Linked DNA regions of Mus musculus: region 2 is linked to region 1. The links are chromatin contacts, called in public Hi-C maps. All regions are on one chromosome and are shown on one strand. Each heading gives the region's core, a stretch centred on a gene start, on an enhancer-like site or on the middle of the called end of the contact. The rest is flanking DNA. Distances are from core to core; before and after follow the strand shown. Region 1 has its middle 51 kb from the start of 1700036G14Rik. Region 2 has its middle 16 kb from the start of Gm52637.

Region 1 (6,957 bases), core at 3,300-5,799:
CTACCAGTAAAACTGCCTCCTTTCTTTCTCTCTATCTCTGCACTGCTCTCTCTTATAAGTATCCTCTATTTTCCTCTTATGAGAATTGAGCATATCCTAGTCTGTTAAATCTTTCTCTGATTCATCACTTTGTCTGCCACTCAATTAGACATCATCACTTTCAAACATGGATGCTTCCTTCTACAAACTAACTTTACCTTCATTGTTTGGGATTAAAGGTGTGTACTAAGAGTGTGTCTGTATTCATTGACTCGGATCCCTTTCCTCTAGCCACACAGCTGTGGCTTCCTGCAAAGTCCAGATCACAGCACGAAAGGTTAAGGAGGCAAAGTCTGACAGTCAGATTTGACCTTCAAATTTTTTAACCATTAGATAAATAAACACCCAAGTTAGGCATGGTGTCATAGGCCTGTAATCCCAGCACTCAGGAGGTCGAGACAGGAAAGGCCAGCCTGGGTTACATGGCAAAGTCCTGTCTACTCAGCTATTAAAAACAATGAATTTATGAAATTCCTAGGCATGGATGGACCTAGAGGGTATCATCCTGAGTGAGGTAACCCAATCACAAAAGAACTCATATGATATATACTCACTGATAAATGGATATTAGTCCAGAAACTTAGAATACCCAAGATACAATTTGCAAAACACATGAAACTTAAGAAGAACAAAGATCAAAGTGTAGACGCTTCGCCCCTTCTTAGAATTGGAAACAAAGATGAAACAAAAGGATGGACCATCTAGAGACTGCCACACCTGGGGATCCATCCCATAATCAGCCTCCAAACGCAGACACCATTGCATATGCCAGCAATATTTTGCTGAAAGGACCCTGATATAGCTGTCTCTTGTGAGGCTATGCCAGTGCCTGGCAAATGCAGAAGTGGATGCTCACAGTCAGCTATTGGATGGAACACAGGGCCCCCAATGGAGGAGCTAAAGAAAGTACCCAAGGAGCTAAAGGGGTCTGCAACCCTATAGGTGGAACAACAATATGAACTAATCAGTACCCCCAGAGCTCGTGTCTCTAGCTGCATAAGTAGCAGATGATGGCCTAGTCAGCCATCACTGGGAAGAGAGGCCCCTTGGTCTTGCAAACTTTTTATGCCCCAGTACAGGGGAACACCAGGGCCAAGAAGTGGGAGTGGGTGGGTAGGGGAGCAGGGGGGTATGGGGGACTATAGGAATAGCGTTTGAAATGTAATTGAAGAAAATACCTAATAAAAGATTTGAAAAAACAAAATACTCAAAAGGAAAAAAAAATATCCGGCAAGATATCTCAGTGGGGATAGATAATTGCTTTCAAGGCTGATTGGCTTAAGTTTGTCCCCAGGACCCACATGGTGGAAGGAGAGAACTACTGACTCCCACATGGCCCCACACTGGTGAGTACCACACTGGTGAAGTTTCTATGGTGACTGTAGGGTTGGAGAGGTTACCGGAGGCTGCTTCATGTGACACTTTACCTGCCACTGCCTTCTCCGGATAATTTCCTATCATATCTCCACTACCTCATTCATTGGTTTGAAGTTTTCTAGAACTTTTATGGTGCGTGAGGTGCTCTACTAGGAGTCAGAGATATTACTTCTGAGAAAACCTGAAGCTATGCTTGTTCTCACAGAGCTGATAATCTACTGGGAGAGACAGACATAAAATACGAAAAAAGCACTACACATAGAAATACAACCATAAATTGAGTTACATGCCCTGAAGAGAAGTTGAGATCTCTAGAAACGTAACCAAAGTGGGTTATGCAGAGAGAAAGCTATGGTTGTATTGTAAATGTTTATAATATTTTAATTAATTATTTGAAAATTCTCTTAATACATACAGTGTATTGTTACTGCATGATTATGTTTTTATGCCCTTGTCTCCACATGATTCTAGTTATTATCAACAGGACAATATGTTCAGATTATCTGTGCTTATTCACCAGACTAGTGTCTGCACACACGGAGACATTAAGCCATTTTTGTTTGTGTGCACCAGATTCTCATTCAGTCATGGATTCTTTGCATGCACAGACATCACAAATTCTGCTCCTCAAGGAACAGGAGTCCCTTAACCAGATCATTCCTCATCTCTGAGTGCTTCTAATAGCGACGGTGAGATTCCTCAGGAGCAATCTTCAAAACACCCAGCTTCCTGTTAGGATTCGTACGATGCTAGATAAATACCAGGTGCACTGTCCTCTGTACCCACTGATGGTCAGAAACCACTCTGCCTGAAGTAGCTTAGGTAAGCAGAAGAAAAAGAAAGAGGGGACAGTCTTCATGGTGACTGGTAGCTGAAGCATGCTCAGAGCATACCACAGCTGGACATCATGTGACCACTCAAACAGGCCCTAAGACCACTCCAAACCAGCTGGAACCAACATGGCTGATTGGGAGTACCACTGCTCACTTGCCTTTGCTTCATTGTAATGGCATGCCCACTAATAGCCTTCAGAAACAACTGTTCCCATCATACCCCTGATGCCATGACACATCAATGAAACAAACTCCCTCTCCCCCAAAGCAGCTTTATCAGAACAGCAAAGTGGGGCAGAGCAAATTGGAGAACAGTCTTTATTTCAAAAAATTCCTGAAATGTGTGAAAACACACACACACACACACACCCCATATCTTAACTCATAAATAATCTGGTCCACCATTCAAGTTTGTCCTTAAAAGGAACCATTCAAAGCCATTGAAACCCGGAAGGTGCACACCCACCTCCACACTCACTGTGAACACCTTTACTCCACAGTAAAACTCCTGCCTGATTGCTTACTTCATCTGTTCCTAAATATTTTTTATGACAGTGACAAGAACCTGAAAGGACTGGATAGAGGTCTCAGTCAGTGTCCCGTGTCACCCCCTACTCCTGCACAGTCCGTAGCACCCTGTCTGCAATTTAGACTTTCTCTCACTTTCTGGCAAGGATAACTTCCCTTTAAGCTTATCTGATGGAGATCAAACCCCATGTCCAAAGCTACAACAAGGTCCTTCCCACGTAGTCTCCGAGGAGAAGCCAGAAAGACCTTCTTCAGCCTGGTCCCCGTCGGCCCTGAGCTTGACATTATTGGTCTCTACTATTTTACCAACTCTCAACTAGATGAATGCATGTTATACCCCAGAAAGAGATGCGTATTTCTTCCGTAATGGCTTCTTGGCTATGGATATGGTCTATAGCTCTTTGATTTACATTCCCTGGTTATAGTCTTTTTATCAGGCTCCAACACTTGCAGTAGATAGTTCAATATTCTAATCCTTCTTATTTAACCAAGGAGTAATGTATTAAGGCAAGATGCTTTGTCAAAGATAGAAATGGTTTCATTTGATAGGCAGAACCACCTAAGGGGAAATGAAGAATGCAACTACCGACTGTCATGGCTTGTCTTCTCCAGGCAGTAAACAGATTTGGTTGGTGTGTTGTACAGGGCTGAGTGAGGTACTTCGGCTCCTTACCTAGGTTCAGTATGCAGTAAAGGAAGGTCTCTGCATGGTAAGTCCTCAGAGGGCAGAGATAGAGTGTTTTCAAACAGCCATAGCCCAGCAGCTACCCCAGTATGTTCACAATCACTCATAAAGGACAAGTAGTTTGCTTGTTTGCAGTACTAGGGGTCCCGCTCAGGACCTTATGCATGCTAGGCAAGTGTTCTAGCACTGAGCTGTAGCCCCAGACCTAGGAATCTGTAGCTCTGGGAGGAGGGGGGAGGGTTGAGGTCACCAAACCAGACAAGAGGATAAAAATAGGCTTCAAAAGAATCATGAAGGATCCAGAGGCTTAAGACAAAGGATGATGAGAACCAGGCCCAAGAGGATCCTGGGGCAGGACCTTCAGGGGCCTGATGTCTGTCTCTGCTCCATAGAACTAGATCCTTGTGGTGGGATGGGCCAAAGACACATCCAGAGAGCACAGTCCAAGCTCAATGGGTCTAAACACATTTGGCAAATGGACTACTCATTTTGCTAGAGAAAAAGCCTCCTGCTCATTCAAAATATTAGCACATGTTTCAATATCTTTTGCAGAGATGACACTGAACACAGTCCAAACATGTGCATCATACATTTGTCTGTCAGATGGCCTAGTTTCAGGCTAGTTCCATTTTTATTTAAATTTCATCAAGCTCTATCAGAGGATTGGAAGTAACTGAGTACTTGCTGGGGCAGATGCAGGCAAAGGACACAGGTGAAGAGACACAGCACATTTGCATAGTGGTCCACTGCCCACCAGTCACCCTCCCACCATCCTGCCCAAGGAAGTCCCTGTGAGCCATGTGCTTAATGTCGTTCATCAGCCAGAACTCGATGGTGTGAGCTAATTCACTTTTTCTATCCCCACTCCCTGTCCTGGATAATTTATGTATTTTGTCATTATGTTATTTTTATGACATGACAGTGAAATACCTTTCTAGAACTCACATTCAAATCGATTAAAGCAGTAACTACCCCGAGAATAGATTGTGTTCTTTATAATGTAAAGAGCACTCCCCTGCACCCAGTCCCACCCTCATTATGTTTCCCCACAGATGACAGCCTTGTAATTAGTTGCTGTTTTTAGTTCTTGTGGGTTTTTTCTCATCTCCAAATGGTATGTTTATGCTGCTGTGTCTTGATCACCCACCTTAGCAGACATCAGCTCTCTGCTTCCATCCATGGAGAAGTTGTGATTCATGGCTCCCACTCCCTCCAAGGTTTTCAAAGTCTTTGAAGAAAGAGAGAGACAGTTTTCTTTCTCTGTGGCTGCAGTAATGATAGAAAACCCTTTAAATTCTACCCCATCAACAGTCAATGATACCTCTGACTTATTTTCCTGCAAGACGAGAGTGTGGTGTCTGTGTTTCCTCTTCTCTTCTTTCCCTCCAAGCCCTACCTACTCTGTGACCACAGTAAAATTTCCCCGGCTTTGTTTATAGGCACATTCTAAAAACTGAAAGCCAGAGCACACTGCTTACTCCATCACAGCTATGTAAATATTGTTGATTACACAGCAAGTAGCGATAGGACCATGATTCCATGGCTGCTTCCCAGTTCCAATGTCACGACCTGCGTGCCACTCACAGCAAACTGTCCTTAGCGTCAAGCACAGCCTTCCTCACACTCATGTGGGTGCTCTGTGTAAGGCTTCATTTTAGTTACTATTTGGATTAGGACTTAGTTGTAGAACTTTCTGTTTTACCTGGAGTTTCTGATTGCTTCTTCTCCCCCCTTGTTGATAGATTTTTTTTTTCTTTATCTCCAGAACTTTTATTCATGTCCACTTATTTCTAGGAACGGAGTCCAGTCCTCTTAAAAAGTAATCCTCTTGTAATCTGCTGATAGTCTGCTTTAATTCAAACACATCTCTGCTAGCTGACAACCGGCATCCAGGAATTTCCTGGGTGAGCTTAATCCCATCTTATATTAAAAAGGCTTTCCTTTCCTGGGAGTTTTCATTTGTTTTTCTGGACTCTGTGCACTGAGCTTCTTGAGAAGGAAACCACACATAAGACTCTTTCTTAACCATTGGGGTCTGACCCTCCCATATGCTTACCTTTCAACGCTTGTTGTTTGGTTCGATAGAACATTCTAGTTTTCAAATGTTCTCTTCTGGGGACTTTCAAAGGCAACCCTCCTGCACGCTGTTATTATGGATTCTCTTTCCTTCCAGGGCCTTACTGCTTCTTCTCTTTCGACACTTGGAGTCTTCTGTCCTCCTTCTGTCCTCCTTCTGTCCTCCTTCTGTCCTCCTTCTGTCCTCCGATTCTGAAACTCCACAGTACATCAGACTGGACTTCCTTGATGAGGGTTTGGTAGGTTGGTGTTCCGAAAGCTTCCAGCCTCCTTTCTTCCCTATTCCCTCTGGTTTAGATTCCCATTGGTTTTTATGCCTTCTCTCTTTGGAATTCCTAATAGCCAGTGCCAGGATTAATTGTTGAGCGTCTCTCCATTCTCTTTCCACCGTCTTCTTTTCCCTGTGTGCTCTGAAAGTTCTTTCTCGCCTCTATATTCCATCATTTCTATTGCTTTCCTAAGTTTTCAATCATAATTTTGAAATGATTTGTATTATTTTTAATTATGGTGTGTGTGTGTGTGTGTGTGTGTGTGTGTGTGTGTGTGTGTGTATACGTACATAACTGCAGGTGTTCACAGAGGATAGGTACTTTGGCTCCACTTGAGCTGGAAGTATAGGCAGCTGTGAGCCAAACTGATAAGGTGCTGGGACCCAAACTGGAGTTCTCTGGAAGAGCAGCGGGTGTTCCTGTCCACTGAGCCATTTCTCCAGCCCTTCATCGTACAGTTTTTAATTTTTGAGGATTTCTTCCTGGTCTCTGATTAATGGAGGCCTCCCACCCGTTTCTCTCTCCCCACTCCCTCTAGGAGACAATTCCTATGGCCTTGAACTTGCTTTATCATTTCTTTCACTAGTGACCCTTTTTATCCCTCACTCCTGTAGAAATGTGCAGGGAACCAATCAGAACCAGAAGGCAATCTCAATATGGCAGCCAGGGTTTATGCCAGATGCTCTCCAATTCATATTATAGCATTGAAAGTACTAGCTAGTCTTGGGTATTCTACGTTTCTGGGCTAATATCCACTTATCAGTGAGTGCATATCATGTGTGTCCTTTTGTGATTGGGTTACCTCACTTAGTATGATATCCTCCAGATCCATCCATTTGTCTAAGAATTTCATGAATCCATTGTTTTTAATACCTGAGTAATACTCCATTGTGTAAATGTACTACATTTTCTGTATCCATTTCTCTGTTGATAGACATCAGGGTTCTTTCCAGCTTCTTGCTATTATAAATAAGTCTGCTATGAATATAGTAAAGCATGTGTCCTTATTACAAGTAGGAACATCTTCTGGGTGTATGCCCAGGAGTGGTATTGTTGGATCTTCTGGTAGAACTATGTCCAATTTTCTGAGGAACCACACCAAACTGATTTCCAGAGTGGTTGAACCAGCTTGTAATCCCACCAGCAATGG
Region 2 (6,957 bases), core at 3,056-5,555, 100 kb before region 1:
CTTCCTAGTAGCTATGATGAAAAGGGAAACTAGTAGGGTAAGTCTAACTGCATATAGCTCAAGTCTTCTTGTTGGAAAAGAAACAAAGTTATTTTGTGTGAGCACTGGATTTTAAAACAAAATTCTCTTAATGGATTTTGAGCTAAGTAAAGAGCAGGCTACCAGTCATATTTGGGGGGGGGGATATGGTTAGCAAAAGCCATTTAGCTGTTACTCCTATTCTTTTGGAAAGGAGGGAGGGGAGTGTGGGTCAAGTCCAGCAGGCAAAGTAGAGGAAACAGGAGTGACTGGAGTGACTGAGGTCTTTGGAAAATAGCTTATAAATGGTGATGATAAAACGCTTTCCATCTAAGCTCTGCCCCACCCAGTGTGCAATAGTGCATGTGCTTTTGTGTGTGTGTGTGTATGTGTGTGTGTGTGTGTGTGAGAGAGAGAGAGAGAGACAGAGAGAGACAGAGACAGAGACAGAGACACAGAGAGACAGAGAGACAGGGAGAGAGAGCTCTGCTTGTATTTCAAATCTCCTGATTCATGGCTGTAAATTCCTGCTGCTATCTTAGACTCTGCCTGCGAATCTGAGCCCTCCAGCACCTCCCACGTCATTCCACCCATTCCTGACCTTCTGTGACATATGGAACTACCCTGAGCTTTGCTCAAAGCCATGGAGGGAGGCCACTGGAGCAATGGAATGCAGACAGAGGCAGCAGCCTCCGTGGACATACCAAGCTTTTAGTGAACTGCTTTGGGCTGTTCTGTGTCACAGCAGAGTGATCCCAGGCCACAGTGACATAGGCAACCTATGGCAGAGCTGTTTTCTTGGACTAGTAGGCTAGCCTTGGGTAAGGGCAGTGCTGCCTCTTCTCCCAGCTATGTGGTAGAATACCAGTTGCTGTGAATGAAGGTATCTAGCACAGTCCATTGAATGCAGCCGACTACAGCTATTGTTCATTTCTTCTTCCCTCTGGCTTCTGCTCATCTTTTCTTCTTGTCCTTCCTGCTTCTCTGTCTTTCCTTACCACTCCCTCCATTCTACAAGTTCCTGCTATATGTGGATATACACATATATACATATATATACATATATAAATATGCACATACACATAAACATGTATGCCACACTCTTCCTGCTGCTGGGCTTGGAGACCTTTGCTGACCACCCCTGCTGGATCGACTTGCTCTGACATCTGCTTCTACAGCCTTTTTACAGTCCTCTCCTTTTGACTTCTCATGGCAGCACACCTATGTCTGTATGATTAGTTGATTAAAGTAAAATTTAAATTTACAATCATCCCTCAGCATTCCGTGGGGTTGACTCCTGGACCTTTGCCACCTTGGCTACTCAAGTTCTTTATATAAAATGGTATATATTGCCTAATCTCCATATTTGAACTATCTGTAGATTACTGATAATTCCTAAATATATTGTGAGTGTGATATACATAGTTGTATTGTTGTGGGGTAATGACAAGGAAGAATAGTCTGTTCATGCTCAGCACAATTGTCATTTAACATTTTTTCCACCCTGGCTGGTTGACCTAGGGTTATAGATTCTGTGTATTCAGAGGCCTAACTGTATTTTCATGATTAGTCTGCAGAGAGTGGAATGCACTCCTAGCCACCTTTAGATTCTCACTGTTGCAATAGCATCAAAGGCTCACTAAGGGGAAGGGTTTTTCTTCCGGTCAAGACAATGGGATCTTTGGCTGAGTAGAGGTGAACATTCTATCTAGTTGGGCTAGTCAATCGCCTGGCTAAGCCCTTTAGGAAGCATTCAGGGATACGTGGAATAATTATCTCTTTACTGAAATAATGTTCTTTTTCTCCCCAGAAACCTGGACTGCCTGCCTTTGAGTCCAGTCTCAGATTGGGATAACCTTTTCTTTTCTTCTCTTCTGATACCAGCTTGAACTTGGGCATGTTCTTCTTTAACACGTTGAGCTCTCCGACTCGTTTCTGAAGCTGAGGCTGCCTGTGCTCCACGTGGCTCAGTCCACTGCTCGACAGAAAACTTGAGGTCCAACAGCTTGCCTTTCTTTCTCTCCCCTGTCTTCCTTCGCTGGGCAGCAGCCTCTTTTCCTTGTTTGCCTGATCACTTGTTTTTGTTTTAAACTCTAATACCGTTTTTTGTCTCCTGGTGGGGCCTCCTCCACCCCTAGGAAGCTCTGGACATTTCATTGAGCAGTGCTAATGAGGAGGAGCAAGATGTCCTACCCTCTGCCCCCACACTGACCTAGGAGGCATGGTTGGGTCACTTTTGAGTGTTCAGAAAGAAAGCAGTCTCCCTATCATTGCCCAGCATTTGTTCGCTGACTGAATTCATTTTCTAGGGCTGGCTGGCAAAATTCCACAGACTTGGGAGATAAAAGCAACATGAATTTACCTCTTCACAGTCCTGAAGCAGAAGCCCGGAATCCAGGTTGAACCAGGATGGCTCCTTCTGAGGAGGAATTTGGTTTACAGATGACTACTTTTTTTCTGTCATTACATCTTCTCTTTATATATATCCAAATTTCTCGTAAGGATGCTGGCCTCCAGATCAGGGGCTTCAGTAATGACTTTACTAACTGACTTGCCTCTTTAAAGACCCTGCCACCAACTACAGTCCCATTCTTAGATCCTGGGGGTCAGGGCTTCAGAAATTGAAGTTCAGCCTGCAGCTGTTCCTCTAGAGCAGTGGCTCTCAACCTTCCTGATACTGCAGCCCTTTAATATAGCTCCTCATGTTGTGGTTACCCCCAACCATAAAATTATTTCATTGCTACTTCATAACTGATATTTTGCTGCTGTTATGAATAACCATGTAAATATCTGGTGTGCAGAATGTCTGATACGTGACAGCCCTACCCCCAATGGGTTGAGACCCACAGGTTGAGAAACACTGCTCTAGAGACTAATTCCCATTTACCAAGTATCCTCAGTTGAAGTGTCTATGCTTTCTGTGCCTGTTTCTCATCTGGAAAAAAAAATGTTCCACCTCACTGAGTGGCAGAACTAACAACTAACTGAACGAGTTGGTGCCCAGAGGGACCAGGGACAATGGTTCATGGTAAAGGGAACCGTTGGTGAGTATTACTTACCCTTAAGGAAACCGTAGTGGGCAATCTGGGTCTAAGAATTTGGTCCGTGCCTTCAGGATGTTCACAGGTCTTCGGGTTAAAGATAAACCCAATAAATACAAGAACCGAGACACTGCTCTCTGAACCACCCTTGCTGGGAGAAGTCAGAAGAGAACGGAGCACCAGCAACTGAGCGATTCCCTTTGAGTTTCAGAGCTGCCAGAAGCCCTGGGTCCCCCGGGTGCTCGAGAGGGTGCTTCCCAAGAGAAGGCAGAGTCCCTGCGGACTCTTCATCTTCACAACCATCATCTGTGGCTTTCTGCACATCATCAGAGCTACCGAGGGATAAATGTCCCCTCTCCAAAGAGTGACCAGGGTCTCTCTGCCCTTCTTCAGACCCCGCCGTGTCACTCTCTGGGTGCCGCTTCCTGTTCCATAGAACTTTTGGTGAATTCTAATTGATCCTGCCACTACCTGCCTGGCTACCGTATCCGATGGGGCCACTTCTCAGCCCTGGGTTAGGCAGGAGCCAGTCTCTGATCCCCTTGGAAAGCATGTGTCGCTTTCCCTCTGCTGACTTTGGAGGCCCAGAGCTGCAAGAAGAGGAGGTATCATCATGCCCCAACTTGCCTCCACTGCCTGTTTCCTCCTTCCCTCTGGCCTTCACTCGGCCCTCATCTCAGTTGGACCTTCCTGCCATCACGTCACTGGGGGGGGGGGGGGGGTGTGCTCTCTTTGCCATTATGTCACTGGGAGCGTGCTCTCAACGCCATCACGTGACTGGGAGCGTGCTCTCTACGCCTCTAATATGTCATCTATTTTCTGACTCCTTGAGGGTAAGGAGGCTTGTCTCCAAGATGAGCGCCCCGGTACATAAAGCACAAGTGTTTGGTGAATGAAAGAAGATACTCTTGAAATGTTGTGAGCTCCGACTCCCAGAGCCAATGAGGGTCAGAGACAGTGAAGCTTTTTGTCTAGACCCTGGCATCTGCCGATCTCTATAGGCAGATGTGAGGGGATTGCCCAGCACATTGTCAGTCTCACTCTAACAGCCCCGAAGCTGGTGGTATTCCCCAAGGATGGACGATGGTCAATCCCTGCTGCAGGATTAACGTGCTTATGCCATTTGCATTAGCCTGTTTGCAACGACAATAAATTCATTTCTAAAGTCCTCTGAGAGAGGGATGAGTATTATCCCCTGACCCGCAGGACAAGGTTAAGTGACCACCCCAAATGAACACAGCTAGTAAGTCCAAGGTTTAGACACTGAGTTCAGAGCGCTCTGACCCCAAGCCTTGCTCTCTGAGCACTCATCTCTTTCTGGTGCTGTAGGTATTTTAAGCTGTGCCTGGGCTTGCTCACCAGATGGCTTTTTAATCTCTCTCCTGTTGCTACATTATTAATCTCTAAATTGTTTAGCGGTGAGATGAACTGGTACAGGGGCGAGGCTTCCTGGAAGAACTGCTGACATTTTACAAGGGCCTGGGAGGGTGGTGCAGCTTTGGGTAGAGGAGGGAGAGACAGCAGCTCACTAGGGCTGGGGAAATAACAGTGGAACTCTGCAATATGGCACCTACCATTCTGGAAACCAGACAGATACACTCTTTTCTCTTAACAAAAAAAAAAGCTGTGCGCTCAAATTAGTCAAACATTTAACTGTCGGTGGCTTCCTGATAGTGCCTGCTCCAAAAGGGATAAAAAAACAAACCTCCTTGCAACTCCATTTTCAGAGTGTCTATGACTCGATGAGACATTGGGTTGTTTTTCTCCCTCGCTGCAGAGTGATGGATGCTTCCGGCAGAGTTGCAAGTAGCAAAGTCCCACAGCCTGGAAGCTTTCCCTCGCTTATAGAGTGAGTCATGCTAATCCTGCAGAGGGGCAGCTGCCATACGCCCTTCGAATAGGCTGCGTGTAGGAGGTCGATGGAGTTTGATGGGGCTCTTGGGTGGCTGCATCTCCACGGAATGGAGGGCATGGTGCCCTCAGATGAGCAGAACAGAGGGAGGCTAGAAATCTGAAAAGCTAAGTTATTCTGCCGAGCATAAAGCATTTGAACCTGCCCCACCCTTCCCACTTCCCGTCTGCTCGTTATTCACCACAGTAATATTTGGGCACTTTGAAAAGAACGATATTTTAAAATGAAGCTATTCCAAGGAGAAGGAAAAATATCTTCATTTGGCATCCACCAGTCATGCAAATTAGCCCAAATAAAAATAAGACTGAAGGCAACTTCGAATATTATTGTACTTTTCCAGGCTCCTGCCAGTCTCTGCTGTCAATTGAAACCACCCTCCATCCTGGGTGACAATGATGTAAGCAGGGCTTATGATCTTGCCCAGATCCGTGCAGAAGCAGGCACTCAGAAAGCATGGATACCAGAGATTCTTTATGCAGATCTTGTTAGAACCTAGTCCTTGAAGTGACATGGCGCTCTCCATGACAGGACTTTGTACAAGTATGTTTCTACAGTGTTGATGATACATTGTTGGTTCATTAAAGATTAGTCTATCAAATATCCTAAGACTCCCCACGTTCTTCCTGGGAGACCAGTCCAAGTACCTGCAGAAGGGGGCAGAATTAGAAGGGTCAGATATGATGCAGACTGTTTAGAAACTCCACACCCCTTGCTATGAAACAGACGTGGAAGTGGATGAAGAATTTCCAGGACCCCTTGTCCAGGAAGTCCTCACAATGGTACCCAAGTCACTCCTCTCGTGCTTCTGAGGCGATGAAGCTGTGTCTTTTCTCTCTCCTTTCACTTCTGTCTGCTCTGCCCCTCTCTTTCTTTTCTGTCCTTAGTCTCTCTTTTGCCTTCTCTCCTTCCTATGTGAATGTACACTGTGTTTGTTCTGGGCTGCAGGGTCACCTCCACTTGCTATACATAAGCCCAGAACTGAAGATACATTCCATGGTTATTTGAGACAATGGTTGATGCTTCTTACTGTTGGTTTCCTAGCGTTGTGATTGAAATGGCATCACTGGATACAGTCTCAAAGTCCTTCCCCCACACTATTTATGGACAGTTCTGAAAGTTCTCAGCCATCTATATTTGTACTAAGCTACTATTTCAGTGTGATGTCAAAGCAACTGGGACAACATCCTCACTTGGCTAGTCACAGAGGAGACAAACATGTTGGTATAGATGTTTTACATTTGTCTTTCAAGGGTCATGAGGTTGGTGGCTGCAGAGATATCACACCAATGGAACCTATGAGCTAGCAATCCTTCCTTCAAAAACAATCTTCTTTCAATAAGTCCTCTCTTTCCTCTTTCCATGTTTTTTTCCCCTTCTCTTCCTTCTCTCCCTCTGGCAAGATCCTGTTCTTCAGCTTAGAAAACTTTCCTGTGTGGAACATACAGGAGCTGTATGGAGAAGGACAGAGCCATCCAAAGGAGGCTGAGCAGATTTCTGAACTGCCCCATGGACCCCACTCTCCCACTTGGTTTTGTTTGCTGCCAAAGCAATACCCTATACCTCAGTAAAGTATGACCCCTTCACCAATGATGCTTTGTTCAGTCTTCATTACAGGCCACATTTTCTCTGGGATTTCCTCTAACCTTAGTTCTCAATCCTCCCAGCAGATCAGACTTGCGATTTCAGTCATGTGGTCTCAGTATTATGCACACTCCTTGATCCATTAACTCTCCTAGAGCTAGTTCTTTATATTGGCATGTATTCAGGCATAACAGTAGCCATCAGAGATGAGTAAGACCTTTGTTGAATAAGTAATAAATGTTGCTGAATTGGAATATTATGCAGTCATTTCTTATAATATAAAAGATCAACAACATGGAAAAGCATCTCCAATATATTATTTAGCAGAGAGAAAAACATAGCTATAAATAGTGTTGTTTACAGCACCTGGTGGCACAGGCCTGAAGGCATAGCCACTCAGGAGAC

The links. A called contact is a pair of places that touch in the nucleus more often than the background predicts.
Region 2: a Hi-C map of cortical neurons shows a contact between it and region 1, with 3 times the contacts expected there. The contact joins two enhancer-like sites. A contact is called at or near these places in 1 of 39 promoter capture datasets (hippocampal neurons), 5 of 484 Hi-C or Micro-C datasets (the HL-1 cell line, cardiomyocytes, cortical neurons and 1 more) and 2 of 115 datasets of contacts at active chromatin or transcription factors (cardiomyocytes and neural progenitor cells).

What each region holds. Positions count from the first base shown.
Region 1 is chr3:85,262,778-85,269,734 of GRCm38.p6, reverse strand. No RefSeq gene overlaps it. Among named protein-coding and RNA genes, the nearest start is that of 1700036G14Rik, 51 kb to the left of the region's middle. Within about 2 kb of position 4,549, at least 15 of the 459 cell types and tissues checked have an H3K27ac peak or open chromatin away from gene starts, as enhancers often do. A contact at or near this core is called in cortical neurons and hippocampal neurons, where this site is marked.
Region 2 is chr3:85,366,934-85,373,890 of GRCm38.p6, reverse strand. No RefSeq gene overlaps it. Among named protein-coding and RNA genes, the nearest start is that of Gm52637, 16 kb to the left of the region's middle. Within about 2 kb of position 4,305, at least 59 of the 459 cell types and tissues checked have an H3K27ac peak or open chromatin away from gene starts, as enhancers often do. A contact at or near this core is called in cortical neurons and hippocampal neurons, where this site is marked.